Linked DNA regions of Mus musculus: region 1 is linked to region 2. Evidence: chromatin contacts called from public Hi-C data. All regions are on one chromosome and are shown on one strand. Each heading gives the region's core, a stretch centred on a gene start, on an enhancer-like site or on the middle of the called end of the contact. The rest is flanking DNA. Distances are from core to core; before and after follow the strand shown.

What was found. Hi-C and Micro-C count contacts between places; a contact is called where the count stands out from the background.
Region 1: a contact with region 2 is called in a Hi-C map of CD8 T cells, with 2.6 times the contacts expected there. The contact joins the promoter of Cdk9 here to the enhancer-like site in region 2. A contact is called at or near these places in 2 of 484 Hi-C or Micro-C datasets (CD4 T cells and CD8 T cells) and 1 of 115 datasets of contacts at active chromatin or transcription factors (memory CD8 T cells).

The regions. Positions count from the first base shown.
Region 1 is chr2:32,710,633-32,716,336 of GRCm38.p6, forward strand. Cdk9 (cyclin-dependent kinase 9 (CDC2-related kinase)) reads right to left here and starts at 2,152. Exons shown (of 7, transcript NM_130860.3): 1 at 1,933-2,152; 2 at 1,399-1,480. The coding sequence starts at 2,024. It overlaps Mir2861 (microRNA 2861), which reads right to left and starts at 2,256; the gene lies at 2,175-2,256. It overlaps Mir3960 (microRNA 3960), which reads right to left and starts at 2,340; the gene lies at 2,268-2,340. It overlaps Gm33457 (a long non-coding RNA gene), which reads left to right and starts at 2,678. Exons shown (of 2, transcript XR_001783272.2): 1 at 2,678-4,117.
Region 2 is chr2:32,067,044-32,072,546 of GRCm38.p6, forward strand. It overlaps Fam78a (family with sequence similarity 78, member A), which reads right to left. Exons shown (of 2, transcript NM_175511.4): 2 at 1-2,730. The coding sequence ends at 2,202. Among named protein-coding and RNA genes, the nearest start is that of Fam78a, 14 kb to the right of the region's middle. Within about 2 kb of position 2,143, at least 9 of the 459 cell types and tissues checked have an H3K27ac peak or open chromatin away from gene starts, as enhancers often do. A contact at or near this core is called in CD8 T cells, where this site is marked.

The sequences.
Region 1 (5,704 bases), core at 902-3,401, 640 kb after region 2:
GTGGGGGTGTGTTTGGGGTCTATACTGAGGGACAGAGGTTGAAAGACAGGCGAGAGAATCGTTCCTGTGTGATGGTTCCTATCTGGAATCCAATTCTCGTATCAGGAGACAGAGACATCAGAACCACCAAGTTCAAGGCCAGACTGCTTAGTTGAGCTCCTGATTCAAAAAGAAGGGAGAGGGGAAGATATATCTATATTTATCTGTAGCTAGCCTTTGCAAAATATAAAATAAGTGCAAACACACACATATCTCAAGGAGCTGCTAAATGTTGCCATCTAGATAATGGTGGCCTTGAACTTGTTTATGAACCATCTTTTTTCCCCAGTCTCATAAGTGCTGGGATTATAATCACAACCCTTTACTCCAGACTGGGAATTTATTTTAGACAACCCAAATAAGGATAAACATTTTGTCACTAACACTTGTGAGTTAAGATCAAGAAATTTGTGGGGCAGTGGTGGCGCACGCCTTTAATCCCAGCACTTGGGAGGCAGAGGCAGGTGGATTTCTGAGTTCAAGGCCAGCCTAGTCTACAAAGTGAGTTCCAGGTCAGCCAGGGCTACACAGAGAAACCCTGTCTCAAAAAAACCAAAAAGATCAAGAAATTTCCTGGGAATGGAGATAGTTGAATGGTTAAGGAAACTGGCTATGGTCACGTGTGGCAGTCCAGCCCTTTATTTCCAGCAGTCAGGAAACACAGGCAGTTGATCCTCTGTGAGTCTGAGAACAGCCTGGACCAAACAGTGAGTTCCAGGACAGTTGGGGCTACAGAGAGATTTTGTGTCAAACAAAACATAGAGTCCCTGTTTCAGGGAAACACACACACCACAGCACTGGCTATCCTCCCCCAGGACCCAGGTTCAATTCCCAGCACCCACACAGTGGATCTTTTGTCCCAAATGATCCAAGGCAACCTGGCACACCTTTCTGGCTTCCTCAGGTACCCAGGTACTGGAGAATAGTGCTGTACACAGACATGCCAGAAAACAGAAGACCCTATAGACGCAAAGTAAGACAAACAGCATTTTCCTTACAAAGGCAATGCTGCTGAGGCTGATGGAAACAACACCTTTCAGAACATCACCTTAAGCTCAGCGGCCTTTTAAACGGCTTGTGCACAAATGGTCTCTTCATACAAAACAAAATTCAACGCCAAGCTAAGCTGAAAGTTTTCTAGAGTCAACCTGCACTCCATGGGAAAAGCACAGGCTCCCTCCCGTGGCTCCCACAGAACTCTGCCACTAAAGCTCAACAGTGTAAATGGAAAGCCAAATTCCTTGTTCCATGGAAAACCGAAAAACACTAGGTCGAATCTCAGCACAAAACCCTTTGAAGTAGCGGTGTGGAAACCCAGCCAGGTTAGAAGAAGGTCGGCCCAGTGGTCCATATACTCACCCCCTCCTTCTCATTCTCCATCAACACTTTCTTCAGAGCCACCTTCTGGCCCGTCTGACGGTGCTTGGCTTTAAAGACTTCCCTGCAGGCACAGAGAAAGACCCAAGGGACCCATAAGGCATTTCCGCAGGGAGTGCCCCTCCCCCGCGCGAAGGGGAGCAGCAGGAGCCCAGACCCACGGCGGGCGGGGTGCGGCCTCGGATCCGGGACGCGGTCATTCCACACCGCGTGTCTTCCGTCCTCCTCCCGGCCTCTGCTTACTCCTACTCAGCCCCTACTCCTCCCCTAGAGGTGGCCGCTCACATTCGGAGTGGCTCTCAGCAACCCTACCCAACCCCCATCACGGGCCCCAGGCTCCTCCCCGCCAGTCGGCTCGGTTGGGCCGGGAACGTCTGCGCCGCGGCCGAGCAAGACCGGGCAACAGCCACGAAAACAGAAGCTTCCGGACCACCTCGGCCCGGGCTCTGGGCGACCCGACGTCGGCCCTGGAAAGTGCAGGTCCCGGGCTCGCGGTCCCACGCGGCCTAATCTTACCCGAATGTGCCTTGGCCGATCTTGGCAAGTTTCTCGTACTTGGTGACCTCATCGCAGAACGGGCATTCCACCGAGTCGTACTGCTTGGCCATGGCCACCTCCAGCGCGCCTCCGCCGCCGCCGCCGCCGCCGCCCCCAGCCGCAGCTCCCGCCGCTCCCGGTCCCGCCACACTCCAGGCCCCTCCGCGGCCGCGCCACTTCCGCCTCCACGGCCACTTCCGGCCTCGAGGTGCCGAGCCCGCCTCTTCCGGTCTCCGCCCGCCGCCAGGCCCCCTGGGACTTGTAGTTCCCGGGAGGCCAGGGGGAGCCGGAGCTGCAGAGGAGCCTCCGCCGCCGCCACTGCCCCCGCCTCCGCCGCCGCCGCCAGCGCTGTTGGCGGCCCCGATCGGGGGCGCAGGAAGCCGTGGCGCTGGGGCTGGGGCTCGCGGCGGTGCGTCCCGCTGCATTGGCCCGGGCCGTGCTGCTGCCGAAGCTGCTGCCGCTCTGGCTCCCGATCCGGGGCCAGCCGCAGTGCCCTGCTCCTCCTCCTCCGACGGCGCCGCCTCCGCCGGGCTGCGCGGGGCGGCGGGTGGTGGTGGGGGGAAGGCCTGGGGGCGGAGGCTCCCTGGCCAAGCCCGGCCCGGGGCGGCAGGGCAAGGGGGCGAGATAGGCAGAGCAGACGAGGAGGCGGCCCGAAAGCCCGGGAGGGGGCGCGTTATAAAGGGGGAGGTGCCCGTCCTGGCCTCCCCTCCCCCTCCGCCCACCCCCTCCCTCCTCCTCCCACCCTTCGCAGCCGCACCTGCCGCCGCCGCCTCCCGCCCTCCCGCTCCCAGTCCAGCGTCCGCCCTCGGCGCGTCACTGCTCGCAGCCCCTCCTCTGCCTTTGGAGGTGGGGCTCCGCACTAGACACCTGCCTGCGGCTCCCTCCTGCGTGCCTCAGTTTATCCCCCGAATGCCAGCTGCTACAGAATGGCCCTTCTTCCAGGACCGGGAGTGTGCTCCCGGTGAGGCGAAGGCAGGAGGTGCCGTGGGAGCGGCCTTGAGGCCAGGGGAAGAGAGAACTGCCCCCGCTGCCGCCTCCGTCGTCTCAGCCACCCGCCGTTGACATGGCAACTGACGGCCGCCAGGGGGCGCGGCGACACTGTGGGCGGTGAGCGATCAACGCTCAGGCCTAAACCCTTGGATCTTGTGTTGTCAGGATGGATCTACTACAACCTTCCTTCACAGAGCCGCGCCAAAGCTGGTCTGTCCAGAGTCAATCATCCCCAAAACTGTTAACATTGAGCCGGCACTCCTGATGCTTTTGAAATGGGCGTGAGCCGGGCCTTGATGGCGCACGCCTTTAATCCCAGCACTTGGCAGAGGCAGATGGATTTCTGAGTTCCAGGCCAGCCTGGTCTACAGAGCCAGTTCCAGGACAGCCAGGAAAAACAACAATAACACAGAGAGACAGAGAGGAGAGTCTGAAGTCTGTTCTGTCTTCCTCTACTGTCTTGAAATTCTGAGCTGATCATGGCCGATTTTTCCAGCGTTTACCTCCTGGTCTGTGGTCCTACAAGCTCCCTTCTGTTTCAGTTTCCCAATCCCTCCTGTCTTCAGAGTTGCCACCCCACTCTCCAGGGTCAGCTGCAGGCTTCCCGTTTGCTTCCCCCTCTTGTTTGATGGAGACAAGTCGTGGCTGGTCTGGTGCTCACACAGTAGTCTAGGCTGACCTTTGAACTCCAGGCATCCCTCCCAACTCACCGTATCACTGTGTCCAGCAGTGCTTTCCAGGTTTATCCCACATTGTCTGGGCTTGAAGATTCTTGGAAGGAGGACTGGTTTCGGGGACCCTGGAGCCCCAGAGTACCTACTATGAGAAGGGTCCTGGCAGCAAGATTTTTCAAGACCCTCCATAGAGCCAGGGCTTTAAAGGAGATCAAGCCATATGACCCAGAGCCTACCTTCCTGGATACACTGCTTACCTGAAACAAGAAGTGGTGGTGGGGGGATGCCACCAGGGGTAAGGAGAGAGTACGTGCATTAATTATGATGACAGGATGTGGCTAAGTCCTCCCTTTAGCCCTGCACAGGAGTTATTTCTATTATCAGTTATTCACGGAGCACTGCTCTTCCCTCCACTGTACATAACGACCCTGACACTCAGAGGTGAGATGACTGGGCCATGGTCACACTGCCAGTCAGTGGCCACACTAGCTTTGAACCAGGTAAGTTTGGCATAAACTCCCAACAGTCCTCCTATGTCAAGGCCCCTCCCAATCTGGGCTCAGCATGAAAGCGTGACAAAACTTGGGAGTGATCTCACCTGGCACTCACTGCCCCCGGGGGTGTGTGTGAGGAGTAGTGGGGGGGGGGTGAGGAGGTGTGGCAGGTAACAGTAGCACTGAGGGCCGAGGACTTTGCAGGGCTTATGTGGAGTTTTAAGCCGTAGCTGGTGCCTGTTTCTCATGAGCCCTCCCTAAGTCACATCCTGTGGGCAGAGAGGCTTTAGCAGGGTTTCCTGTGATGTTGTCACCTCTGGCCCCAACCAGAGCCCTGACATCTTCCAGTCACTTCCTCAGAGTCATGGGCCCTCAGCTCTCCACAGGGAAGCAGTGGTGGTCTGGAGGCTTTGTAAGGCTGCCCAGTTCTGAAGTCCGGGTTCTCCACCACTGGTAAATCCAGGAGGGGACTAGAGAGGGGGACTAGCCTTTCGAATCCACTTTGGCTACCGCTTTGTTGGCTGCAAATAATGCCTGCTTCCTGTGGATTGCCCAAACCACCAAGGCCCAGCATGTGACTCAGCCTCTGTCAACACCTGCTGACTGGCTGGCTGATGACACACCCTCAAGAGGGTCTGGTGTATGGCCATTTAACAGCTACGGAAGCCAAGCCTGGTGGCAGACAACTGGAATCCCAGCTACTAAAGAAACTGAAACAGGAAAGTTCAAAGTCTAGGGCTTGTCTGGGCTAGAGAGTAAGTTCAAAGCCAGTTTAGAGTCTCTGTGAGACCTGGTCTAAAAAAACGAAAAAATAAAGCCAGGTATGGCCCACACATTTAATCCCAGCACTCAGGAGGCAGAGTCAGGTGAGTCTCTGTGAGTTTGAGACCAGGCTGGTCTATACATTGAGTTCCAGATCAGCCAGAGCTACATAACAAGAATCTGTCTCAAAAAATAAAATAAGCTGGGTGGTGGTGGCACACACCTTTAATCCCAGCACTTAGGAGGCAGAGGCAGGCGGATTTCTGAGTTCGAGGCCAGCCTGATCTACAGAGTGAGTTCCAGGACAGCCAGGGCTACACAGAGAAACCCTGTCTTGAAAAACCAATAAATAAATAAATTTAATTAAATTAAAAAAATACAAAGCCTTAGAGTGCTTTTCTAGACTAACTTTGAACTCACAAAGAACTCCTTGCCTCTGCTTCCCAAATGCTGGAATTAAAGGTTTGTGCCACTAGCTCAACTCCAGCTTTTGACCTTATCCAGGATCGTGGTTTGAATATGAATGGCATCCATGGATGAGTGGTGGTAGCACACACTTTTAATCCCAGCCCTTGAGAGGCAGAGGTTGATGGATCTCTGTAACTTTAATTGTTTCAAAACGATTTTTTTAAAGATTTATTTATTTATTATATGTAAGTACACTGTAGCTGTCTTCAGACACTCTAGAAGAGGGAGTCAGATCTTGTTAGGATGGTTGTGAGCCACCATGTGGTTGCTGGGATTTGAACTCAGGACCTTTGGAAGAGCAGTCGGTGCTCTTAACCGCTAAGCCATCTCTCCAGCCCCAAAACCGATTTTTAATGATGGTTC
Region 2 (5,503 bases), core at 893-3,392:
AGTGAGTGTCCATGCCCGGATGGGCATGGGTGTGAAGGACAGCAGTAGAGGGAAGCCTGGGGTCTGTCAACAACATGAGGCAATGGACCGAGGGGACCAACCCAAGAGAAGCTGAGTGTTCTCGCCCAGACCCACACAGCCTCTCTGGGGTTCTCCCTAGCCCTGTCTGTCTTCTGTCAGGCAGGAGGGGAGAGAGGAACGGGGAGCCAAGGAAGCCAGGTGGGCAAAGCCAGGCATGCAGTGGGGAAGGAGCGCAAGATATGTGGGTTTGGGGGTCCCCATGTCCAGAGCAGTTCGGGCCACCCCTACTGTGATTCCTAATCCTTATTCCCACCAAACCTTTAGAGAGCACTCAGCCCAGGACAAGGACTCGCTCCCAACCCTCACCAGGGCCTGTCTCTTTTCTTCAGGGCAAGGAAGTCCTGAACACAGAGAAGGCCTTTCCAGTCACCAGCCAACCCTGATCTAGTGTGGGGCTGAGACCTCATGGCTCTCCCAGCTAAGATGACATAGAGAAAGAGAAGGCTCCAGGGAGGTCCAGCCCTGACAAGTGGCTCTCCAGCCAACTGTGCCATGGGCATGATCTGTTCGGTGTGCTCCAGGTGACTGCAGCCCCCAGCCCTAGTGGCTGAGAATGACCAGACATTAAGTACCCTGGAAGGACAAGCGTCTCAAGTGTAGAAATAGAGCTGGGATCTAGCTGTACCTCCCATGCTGTCTCCGAGGCTCCCCTACAAATGGCTCAGCAGCAGCAAAAACATTCTTTTTCTTGTGATAACAGTTTTCTGTGCTTATTACTGGTTCGAATCCAGTGATGCAGCTGTTAGTACGCTTAACGGAGTGTCCCTCAAGCAGCTCAAAGCAGACATTTCTAGAAACCATGGCATCACTCAAGGACAAGTTCTAGGGCTCCAGAAGGGAGACCCCAAGACTGCCTACCATGTGTCAAGCCAGTTTCACAATGGCCTGACACCTCCCAGGTGAGTCAGCTGACTGCTTGCTCCCCAGACCTCCACCTCCCCAGGAGCACCTATGATGGGGAGGGGAGGGACCTAAGCACCCTCCAGCTGGTGCTTAGCTCCTATATGCAGCCCACCCCAGAGAGTCCGGGAGCCGCTTCCCCTGAGAATGAACCAGAAGCTCTGATATGGCTTCTTTACAGTGTGCTAGCGTATGGGCATCCCTGGGTGCTGGAACCCCAGATTCAAGTGTGATAGTGCTGGCCAGGAGGAAAGGGCATGCCATCTTTACCTTAAGACAGCTGGGACTGTCCAGACTCAGTGGCAATGCCCCAACCCCAACCCTGCCAGGCATTTGGGACCAAGATAATGGAAGAGAAAAAGCCACATTCCTAGGGGTGGGTTCTAGAGATAGCAAAGGTGAAAACGTTACCTAGCTCCAACCCAACACTTTGGGGACTCTTCTCCCAGAATACCTCCATCAGGCAACTTAAGGCTACTGAGGAGAGGGGTGGGGTCAAGGATCTATGCCCTGCTCAGCTCGTACCCCCACCCCCGGCAGGTACTGGGGAGGGGTTCTACTGGGGTGGAATAGAAGCTCTAGGAAGAGTCTGTGGTTTTGATTCTGCACAAACAACAGGATAAAACAGCTGGTTTTAGACCTGAGATCGCTCTCTTGCCCCCTCACGCAGACGCCCAGGAGGAGGAGCAGGGTTCAGGTGAGCCTCCCCTCTTCCCAGCTCTGACTGAAGAGGGCAAGTCCTGTAGGGCAGAGATCCGTGGCCTTTCCAGTTCTTTCTCTCCTTTAAATTCAGCTTAAGGCAAAAGTTTGGCAAAGCAAGTCTACATAAGGCCGCATGGCAGAGGGGAGGCAGAGGGGAGGCAGGAAGAGCAGGCTGGGTCCCCTGACAACCAGCCTCCTCCCCTGCCCCTGCATCCACAAAGAGGAGGGGAAAATTAAAAAAAGCGGTGTTTCGGAGAGTCAATGAACACTGAGGTTGTGATAGGAGGAGAGGAGCCCTGGGGGTGGGGTGGGTGGGCGCCTGTTGTCCCTGGCTCCCCCCTCCCTGCAGGGAAGCACGTGGAGGAGCCAGGAGGCCGGCCGGTTTTAGCACAGTGAGATCCGCCCCGGGAGAAGGTAGAATGGTTGTATTTTTCTGAATGACCGACAGGGCATCTGGGTTTCCTTCTGAGCAGTAATATTGTTACTACGTTGAGTCTCACCTCGCAGCAGCCTGGCTGTTACCGGTGCTTGGGCGGGATCACCACCAGTGGCTGCCCGTACTTGGGTCTCCACATGAGGACCTGTGCATCGTTGGCGTTGGGCTTGACCAGGGCACTGGGCGGGATGGGCTCATTCTTGCTAAGGATTTTAGGCTGGTCCTGGGCAATGGGCTCCCGCAGCCTGGCGCGCTGGCCCAGGGGCCGGTTGGGATTCACCTCGATGCTCAGCTGCATGCGCCAGTGCAGGGTCTGCAGGATGATCATATCATTGGTGGAGGTGTTGGTGGCCACCAGCCACGTGGTGAAGCTCTGGTCCCGGTAGATGTTGGTCAGTTTGGCCACGTTGCTCTCACTGACGGGCACGGCCCACGTGACGCTGGGGTAGAAGTTATCGTTCATGCTGATGATGAACTTGGAGTCCCTCTTGGTGGGCCCCACAATCGTGCAGGTCTCCGTGGTATTGCCGTACCAGGGATAGTTCACCCCATCAGAGTCACTGATGGCCTCGATCTTTCCTTCCTGGAGGTCGGGGAGCTCCCAGCTAGACCTAGGGAGCAAAGAAGGTCAGGAGAGGCTCAGTCACCAACCAGTAAGGCTTTTCTGCGTTCTTAGGATGTATCAGGTACTGTCCTGGGACCCTGGAGACAGGAGGGACTCAACCCCCTTTGCTCATGGGGCTGACGTGGGATGGAGCAGACAATAAACAGGACATTATTCAATACCAGGTAAGATGAGCCCAGTCACAGCCCGCTTCAATAACCCGAATGTTGGGCTGAAAAGACGACTCAGTAGTTCACCTACTGCTCTTACAGAGGACCCACGTTCAATTCCCACATGAGCAAAAATTCTTAACTCCAACCCCAGGAGGCCTGGTGCTCTCTTCTGGCCTATGTGGTACCCGCACTCATGTGTACATACACACACACACACACACATTTAAAATATTTTGGAGGGCTGGAAACATGGCTCAGCAGTTAAGAGCACTGCTATCTTTTAGAGGTCCTGAGTTCAAGTCCCAGTCCCGACATGGTAGTTTACAACCATGTATATAACTGTAATCCCATGGGATCCTGTTCCCTCTCCTTGTGATATACACACAGGCAAGACACCCATATACATACAATACATATATAATCATATATACATATATGATTATGTATATATATATTTTTTTTAAAGACTATTCTCTGAGTACCTTCCCAGGCCAGACCACCACTGAAGGCCAGCACCCTCCATGAGAGCCAGTCATTAAACTAGTAGGTGTCATTTGGGACTTGGAGAAGCCCAACTCTTTTTTTTGGGGGGGGGGTGTTCACGACAGGGTTTCTCTGTATAGCCCTGGCTGTCCTAGCACTCACTCTGTAGACCAGGCTGGCCTCAAACTCAGAAATCCGCCTGCCTCTGCCTCCCGAGTGCTGGGATCAAAGGCGTGCGCCACCACACCCGGCGAGAAGCCCAGCTCTTGACAGGGACTTGTCACTGAGTCTACAGTAATGACAAACACTGGCAAAGCTGGGCCTTCGTGAACACCAGTGGAATAACCGTATGAAGCCACACAGTTCTATGATCTTAGGGTGGAGGCCGTGGCTTCTCAGAGGCGAGGGCATCTACTGGACACACAGCCTAGGAATACAGCCTAGGGTGGGAGGGCAGCTCAGTAGAACGTCCTCCTGCCACATCTGTCTCTCCACCCAATGAAGGAGCCTTGAAAGGAAAGGAAATTCCGACACACACTGTGGTATGGAGGAGCCCAGGGGCACTGTGCTAACTGAAAGAAGCCACCACAGAAAGGTAACTACTGCAGGACAGCACTTACGCGTGGCGCCCAGAGCACCTGAGTTCTGAGACGGAAAGTGGAACCAGGGCTGCCCTGGGCAGGAAAGGAGGGTGCTGATTAAAGAGTGGAGTTCAGTTAGCAAAGGCAGAGAGTTCCAGAGAAGGATGGCACGGTGCTTTTGAGGGTGCCTAACGCCACTGAATTGCGCACCCTAACCATGCGGCTTTCAGTCTGACTGCTGGAGTGTCGCAGCACTGGGGCTGCAGGAGAACGGGCAGGAGCAGGTTGGCGTTTGTGTGATGTGTGTACATGTGTGTGTGTGGGGGGGGGCAGCACATGTGTGCACATGCATGCACATGCACTCCTGTGAGAGGCCCAGGTACTCTCCATGTTAGTCTGCCTGACTTTGGGCATTCCCCAATCTCTGTCTCCCACAAACTGGAATTACGAGCAGGCCCTCACACCCAGCCAGTTTTCCCTTGCACCCTAGGGATCTAGACTCTGGTACCCGTGCCTGTGTGTAAGCACTTCAGAAGCTGAGCCCCGTTCCCGGGACCCCAGACTCCGCCAAACTTTCTGTTCCCCTCATTGCTAAGCTCACAAAACCATGTGTGACAGTTCAGGACCTGAGCATGTCTAGCCACAGTGAAACTGTCTCCCCACGGCAAGCAATCCCTTGGGCCCAGCTCCACAGCAGTGGGTCAGCACCCCAGGTGGGGTCCCTGACTCCCCAGTAGAATTCAGACCAGAGGGGGCCCTCAGCCCTGCCCTGAAGCTGCTTCCGTCTCTCCATCTCCCTCCACTGGGTTCAGGCCCTTGCTTTAGGTTTCGGGGTTTGCTGGCGTCCTCTCCTTGGAAGTCTTTCTAGTGCCCTGTTTGCCTTACTGTGCTGAGAAGAGGAACCCAAAGCCCTAGACAAAGCTATACATGCTCTAATCACTGAACCACATATCCCTAGCCTGGGATGGGAACCGTTTTACGTCTTTTGGCATGGGGGTTATGGTGGGGAGGGTGTTAGAAGATCTCATTCTGGGCTGGAGAGAGGGCTCAGTGGTAAAGAGCTCTACTAGAGGTCCTGAGTTGAACGTCTCGAAACCACATGGTGATTCACAACCATCTGCAATGGGATCTGATTGATGCCCTCTTCTGGTGTGTCTGAGGACAGGGACAGTATAGTCACATACATATAATAAATTTAAAAAAAAATCTTACTCTATCCCCATCACTCCAGTAGCCCAGGCTGGCCTTAAATCTGAGGGAGATCCTCCTGCCTCAGCCTCCATCATGAGCTACCAAGCCCAGTGAAAAGGCGTTTGAAATCAAGAGCTGGCCAGATGGCTCATCGGTTAAAGCCACTTGCCATGCAACCAAGACCAGAGTTGTGTCCCTGAGATCCACATGGAAAAAGGAGAGAAGTTGTTTCTAAAAACTGACCTCTGGCCAGGCGTGGTGGCGCATGCCTTTGATCCCAGCACTCGGGAGGCAGAGGCAGGTGGATTTCTGAGTTTGAAGCCAACCTGGTCTACAGAGTGAGTTCCAGGAC